Linked DNA regions of Mus musculus: region 1 is linked to region 2. A link is a contact called in public HiChIP or PLAC-seq data. All regions are on one chromosome and are shown on one strand. Each heading gives the region's core, a stretch centred on a gene start, on an enhancer-like site or on the middle of the called end of the contact. The rest is flanking DNA. Distances are from core to core; before and after follow the strand shown. Region 1 overlaps Btbd9 (BTB (POZ) domain containing 9). Region 2 overlaps Zfand3 (zinc finger, AN1-type domain 3).

What was found. HiChIP or PLAC-seq counts read pairs in DNA pulled down with a chosen protein or histone mark.
Region 1: a contact with region 2 is called in a FOXA1 HiChIP or PLAC-seq map of pancreatic cancer cells. The contact joins two enhancer-like sites. A contact is called at or near these places in 1 of 115 datasets of contacts at active chromatin or transcription factors (pancreatic cancer cells) and 1 of 9 other capture datasets (adipose tissue).

What each region holds. Positions count from the first base shown.
Region 1 is chr17:30,549,448-30,552,229 of GRCm38.p6, forward strand. All of the region lies in intron 1 of Btbd9 (BTB (POZ) domain containing 9), which reads right to left. Among named protein-coding and RNA genes, the nearest start is that of Btbd9, 25 kb to the right of the region's middle. RefSeq lists an enhancer at 1-2,782. Within about 2 kb of position 1,479, at least 60 of the 459 cell types and tissues checked have an H3K27ac peak or open chromatin away from gene starts, as enhancers often do. A contact at or near this core is called in pancreatic cancer cells, where this site is marked.
Region 2 is chr17:30,134,686-30,137,673 of GRCm38.p6, forward strand. Zfand3 (zinc finger, AN1-type domain 3) reads left to right here. Exons shown (of 6, transcript NM_001356265.1): 3 at 638-820. Among named protein-coding and RNA genes, the nearest start is that of Zfand3, 130 kb to the left of the region's middle. Within about 2 kb of position 1,401, at least 43 of the 459 cell types and tissues checked have an H3K27ac peak or open chromatin away from gene starts, as enhancers often do. A contact at or near this core is called in pancreatic cancer cells, where this site is marked.

The DNA of each region.
Region 1 (2,782 bases), core at 229-2,728, 410 kb after region 2:
ACCTGCTTCCTGCAAATTTAATGAAGTATAAAACAGGTGCCCCACCTTGTCGGGTCTCAGGGCGTGAATATAAAATCCCAACTCAGCTGCACAAGATGGAGCCTGTCAACATTCACCCTCGAGAAGAGCAGGGCTCAGAAGGCCCACCCTTCCAAGCACTTACAGGCAGGGATGTAATAGTAGGGGGAGGGCTCTGGAGGCGCCACTGTCCTCCATGAGTAGAGGCAGCTAATGACTCCTAGGAAAGGAGACATTTCCTCAATGCTAGGCCCACTGGTAAGTTACCCACACTCCTATAAACAACCCTAATTAAACTCACTGGTTTGCAAAACAAAACCACAGGAGGTAGAAGCATACTGGGAGCCGGATCCTGGGGAGTTGCAGCGGGACTAGAAAGGGCAAGTGGGGGTGGGTATGTTGCATATCATATGCAAACTATATGATATGCATATATGAGTATGTCACGATGTAGGTGATTATGTGTATGTGAATAAAACAGACATAAGTAATTTAAATATCTCCATTATTTAAACTAAATGCTTTAATTACAAAGTTTTCCTTGGGGCTGGAGGGAAGTTAAGAGCACTTTGGCTCTTGGAGAGGACTGACCGGCTACCAAAGGCCTCATTGGGCAGCTCACAACCACGTGGAACTCTAGCTCCAGGCAACCCAATGCCCTCCTTTGACCTCTGTGGCTTATCTGTGCACATCCACAAGATATATTCACAAAGGCACACGCACACAAATATTTTTTTAAGTGAAAGGGGAATATGGTTTCCTTTCCTCTAGTCTCAGTCAGCCCCAATTACTAGTGGCTACTTCCCAGCTTTCTTTTCAAATAGGGTTAAGCACAGCAAAGCACTGTGCTGTGCAGAGTTCCCCACTGTTCTCAGGCTAGACACACTGCAGTACAGGGAGCGCAGTGCAGCCCTCAGAGCCCACACAGCTCAGCCACAGCACTGCAGCACCTCACCACCAAACAAAACTCCCGCTCTCCTGTTCGTGGGGACAGAAACCACTGGTCCTCTTCCTAACCCTTCGGTGCCATTTACTTTGGAGGAGCCTGTGTGCTTCTTTCTAGTGGGCTGAGGCCTCTGGGAGAAACTGAAAGAATGAAAATTGAGAAGGAAGCCATTCACAGGGCTCAGTTCCAGGGATATCTGCTTCTCAACTAGCACTCACGAACTGGTGAAGGCTCACCACACTCTGAGCTAAGCACAGCACAGCCACAGGAGACTCTGAAAGAGGAGGTGACAGTGACTCCTGAATACCAAGAATTCCTCTCTCTTCACTGTGTAGGTTACCCAGAGCTCATACATCAGAAGATAAGTAACTATCCTTCCCCATGACCTCCCTCCACTGTATATTTCACTGTATATTTCAGTATAAGGCATTCACAGTTCCTGGAGTTGTCAAGTCTTTTCCCTAGAAACTGCTGGAGTGGTGGGTGGCCCACAAGTGCCTCTCTACTCTGAAGGTGTCTATGGAATGCAGCCAGAGCAAACAAAGCATACTGAGTAATTCCCTGTTTGGAACGGGAAAGGCACCTCACAACTTCAGGATGATATGAGAGCAAACTTCTCCACTGGTACCCCAACTCCACCTAAACCCCAGTCAGAAAAGAGGAGCTGGAGTTGGGGGGGGGGGCTTTTTTTTTTCAATGCCTCTTCTGCTGGCTGACTCCTCTACAGACTAATGTCTGACTCCTGTCCTCTGAAGCTGCAGTGACAGTGGCCTTATAACAACACACATGGCTACTGAGCTAGTCCTGTGGCTAGTCCAAAGAAAACCACTGTCAAAGCTGGAAATACACATCATATTGCAAAGACTCAGCACTGCACTTCACTCAGCAGATGGGAAAACACTATTCTAGATCTGAGGACTCATCAGTCACTTCCCCGGCTCCCTGTACTTTCTCCTTCACATGGTTCCTGGGCTTTTGCAAGTGCACACAGGGCAGCATCCATCACACCTCTGGAGGCAGCGGGGCTTTAGAACAGGGCATCAGAGGATATCGAAAGTGATGGTGCACGCCTTTAATCCCAGCACTCGGGAGGCAGAGGCAGGCAGATTTCTGAGTTCGAGGCCAGCCTGCGAAAAAAACAAACAGAAAGAAAGAAAGAAAGAAAGAAAGAAAGAAAGAAAGAAAAAAATTTACACTGCCTGGGTTCAAGCCTTGGCAGCACCATTTAATAGGCTGTAGCTTTGGACATATTAGTTAACATCCTCCCAAACTACACTTTTTAAATATTCTTTATAAAGAATTATTATGTCTGTGTATGGGGGAGGGGCAAACGAGTCACAGCATATGGGAGTGGAAGTCAGATAACTCTTTGGGGTCCCTTGGGCTCCAGGGATCTAACAGAGGTTGTCAAGCCTGGGTGACAAGCACTTTACCTGCTGTGAACCATCTCACTGGCCTAAACTTCCCTTTTGTCTTCTACACAATGTAAGTAATAGAGAAACACTACTGTCCTGCATGCAAGGAAACCTCACCCATTTACTACAGTTATGACCACCGCCACCCACCACCAGTACACATGAAAAAAAGGACAGAGCTAACAGGAGCTGGAAAGATGGAAGAAGGGTAGCAACCGTGGCAACTCCAGAGCTGACGCTCTGATTAGTGCCAAAGAGATACAGTGGAAAGGCCCATGTTGGCATATAAAGAACTAAAGAGACTGAAATCAGAGCCACAGACACAAGCTCTATGGAAAAGTCCTGTGTTCGATTTCGATTCACCATCCTCAGTGTTCCCACATAACTCAGAAAACATGACTAC
Region 2 (2,988 bases), core at 151-2,650:
GGGTGGGCTTGACCTGCTGGCCCCTCCCTGAGTCCTGGGGTGGGGGCTCTTCCTATCCATGCCTGCTCTGTGCCTGAGGGCAGGAGCTGTGTTGTCAGCTTGAATTGAACACTAATTAGAAAACCAACCTCCTTGTGTTTTTATGTCTGTTGTAAACTAAATGCAGCCCATTTCTTTTCGCTGTTGTGGTCATTTCTTTTACATCTATCCTCATTACTGATAATATATGTGCACCCACTGATTTCTGCCATTTTTAATGTGTTTTTTGTTTAGGGAGCTATTTTTTTGTGCTGCTATTTTCCTTCTGACCTCTCACCGATAGGTCTCAATCTCCCCCTCCCCTTTCTACTGATTACTCTTAAGAACATCTTTGTGTATTCAAAGTTCAGTATTAAAATCAATGTCTATCCTTATCTGAACCACAGAGGGTGTTAATATATAACTTGAAAGTTTAAATCATGCCCGTGGTTTTATGTTTGCTTTTTCATCAGCCATTCACTTCTGCACTTTGCTTTTAGTTACCACAGTGGCCTTCCTCCATGTTTCATGTGACTCTGACCCTAACATTAATGTTTTCTAGTGGTTGCTCTGATGTAAGGGCCGTAATTAACCAGTTTTCTTACCCTTTTTTCTGTAGATTTTCAAAAGAAACAACCAGATGATGATTCCACCCCAAGTACAAGTAACAGCCAATCAGATTTGTTTTCCGAAGAGACCACCAGTGACAACAACAATACCTCTGTAACCACGCCAACTCTTAGTCCCAGCCAGCAGTCGCTCCCGACAGAACTGAATGTAACTTCACCGAGTACAGAGGAATGTAAGTCTCTATCTGTGAGAGCCTTAGAGCAGCCCAGGAGCATCAGCGTGAGAGCCTTGCTCAGGAAGGCTTAACTCAGATTCTGTTTAAGACAAATGTGTGGGTGTGGAATGCTGTGCTGTGCAAGTCAGTAAGTGCAGCCACTCCAGAGAAGGTGAGGTCTTCTTAGGACTAGCCTTCCAGCGGTTATCAGCTCTGCCTTCACATTAGAACTCACTGGGGAAATTTAAAGCAATCTTTTTTATTGCATTTTTGAAAGACTTGTGCATGTAGTGCACTTGCATGGTTATCATAGAGGGCAGAGGACAGTGTGCTGGAGTCAGTTCTCTGCTTCCACCAGGATTGGAACTCGGGTCATCAGGGCTGCATGACAACATGGACATATTTCATCAGCTCTCCACCGAGGATTTAACAAACAATTTTAGTTTTTTATTATCATCCTTGAGCCTAATTTAACTCTTCAAAGAGAAGGAAGCTCAAAGATTCAGCCTTTAAAGTCTATGGAGAATTCTGCTGTACAGCAAGCATTTAGAATCACCAGTCTTGGGAACGTCAGCCTGACCTAGACTTAGATTGGACTCTTGCCTCTGCTAACTGGCCTTGACTAAGTTTACACTTAGGTAATAAAAGCACAGGCTGTGTGAAGAAAGTAGGAGATACTTTTATTCTTGTTTAATATTTTACTGCGTGCATTTGCGAATGTGTGTGTTTTGAATATGAGGATGTAAGCGAGTAGGTATGTATCGTTCTCTCCTGTTAGGCTAAGGGGCCTGGGGATTGAACCCAGTTAGCCAATCCTGTGTATAAGTGCCTAGCCATACCACTGGTCCTCTTGTTACCCTTGTATGTGATACATAGTCGTTATAATGCTACAATGATTTCTTGTGGGACACAATGTAACTCATAGTATTTGCCTCTTATGCTTTCCTTAAGGTTGGAATTTATGTTTCAAGCTTAATGGGTATTTAGAAATGTAATAGTTTAGGTTATCAAGTCTACTAATTTGGGGAAGGTTAGCAGGGAAAAAAATAATTTGTTTAATACTTTCACATGTTATTATATTCAGTTATATTGAGAATATAAAACAGAAGATCTTTAGAGAGTTTATTGTTTAGCAGGGACATTCAATTTAAATCAGAAGATGGCAAAGAGGAGTGATTATTCCCCTTTTTCCTCTCAAAGCAACGCAATGCTGAGAGACGAGAGGACTGCTAACATCTTATATTGCACAGGACAACTCTACACTGGAAGTGATCCAGCCCAGTTCTGTCCGGATGCTGGGGTTAGAAGCCGGACACATTCTGTGTATACTTAATGTTAGTAGGTCAGCGTTTGTAGTAAGTGTTATTGAAAGGCACTGGCTTACTCAGAAATGGTATTGAAGACAGAATGCTGTGAAGAGACACTTCACACATGTAGTGTGAGCTGTGGAGGAAAGCTGCCTGGAGTTTCTCTTGGGTAGTGACTTCATTCATGGAGAATGAAGTTGGAAAGTTAATGATTACCAAGCTTGAATGAATGTCCAGTCAAGCTACTGGGACTTTGAACAATAGCTGTGGTTCTAATGAAGAGACAGTGATAGTGTCACTGTCCTTTTGAAGGAGCAATCTGACAGTATTGTGAACAGGGATAGATTATAGCATTCCAGAAAAGGAGATTTTAATATTATAACTTGTTTAATGGAACTAGGAAGGGTGTGAAAATCATTTCAGAAGAGAAGAAGGATGTTAACAGTGTGTCAAGGAAGTAGATAATTTTGCTTCCTCCTTTCTAGTTTGGATGGCCTTTCCTTCCCTTACATAATTGCTTTCGCTAGGACTTATGTAGAGTGCTGTATAGAGGTAGCGTAGAGTAGAGTAGAGTAGAGAGCCTTCTTGTCTTCTTTCAGATCCTAGGGAAATGGATTCGACTTCCTCATTGGTTATGCTGTTTGCTGTGTGTTTGGCACATATGGCCTTAATTGTGTTATTGTATTATCTTTTCTATATGCCCCGTTCATCAGAGCTCTTATTGTGGAAAGTGTTTATTTCTCCTGTACTTTGGGAGTCTCATTCACTAACCCAGTTGGTCTCAAGCTCATAACAGTGCTCCTGTATGAGCCGCCCCCGAGAGCTGAGGTCCCGGGGAGAGCCGCAGTGCCTGGATAGGATGCTGAATGTTACTGTCTT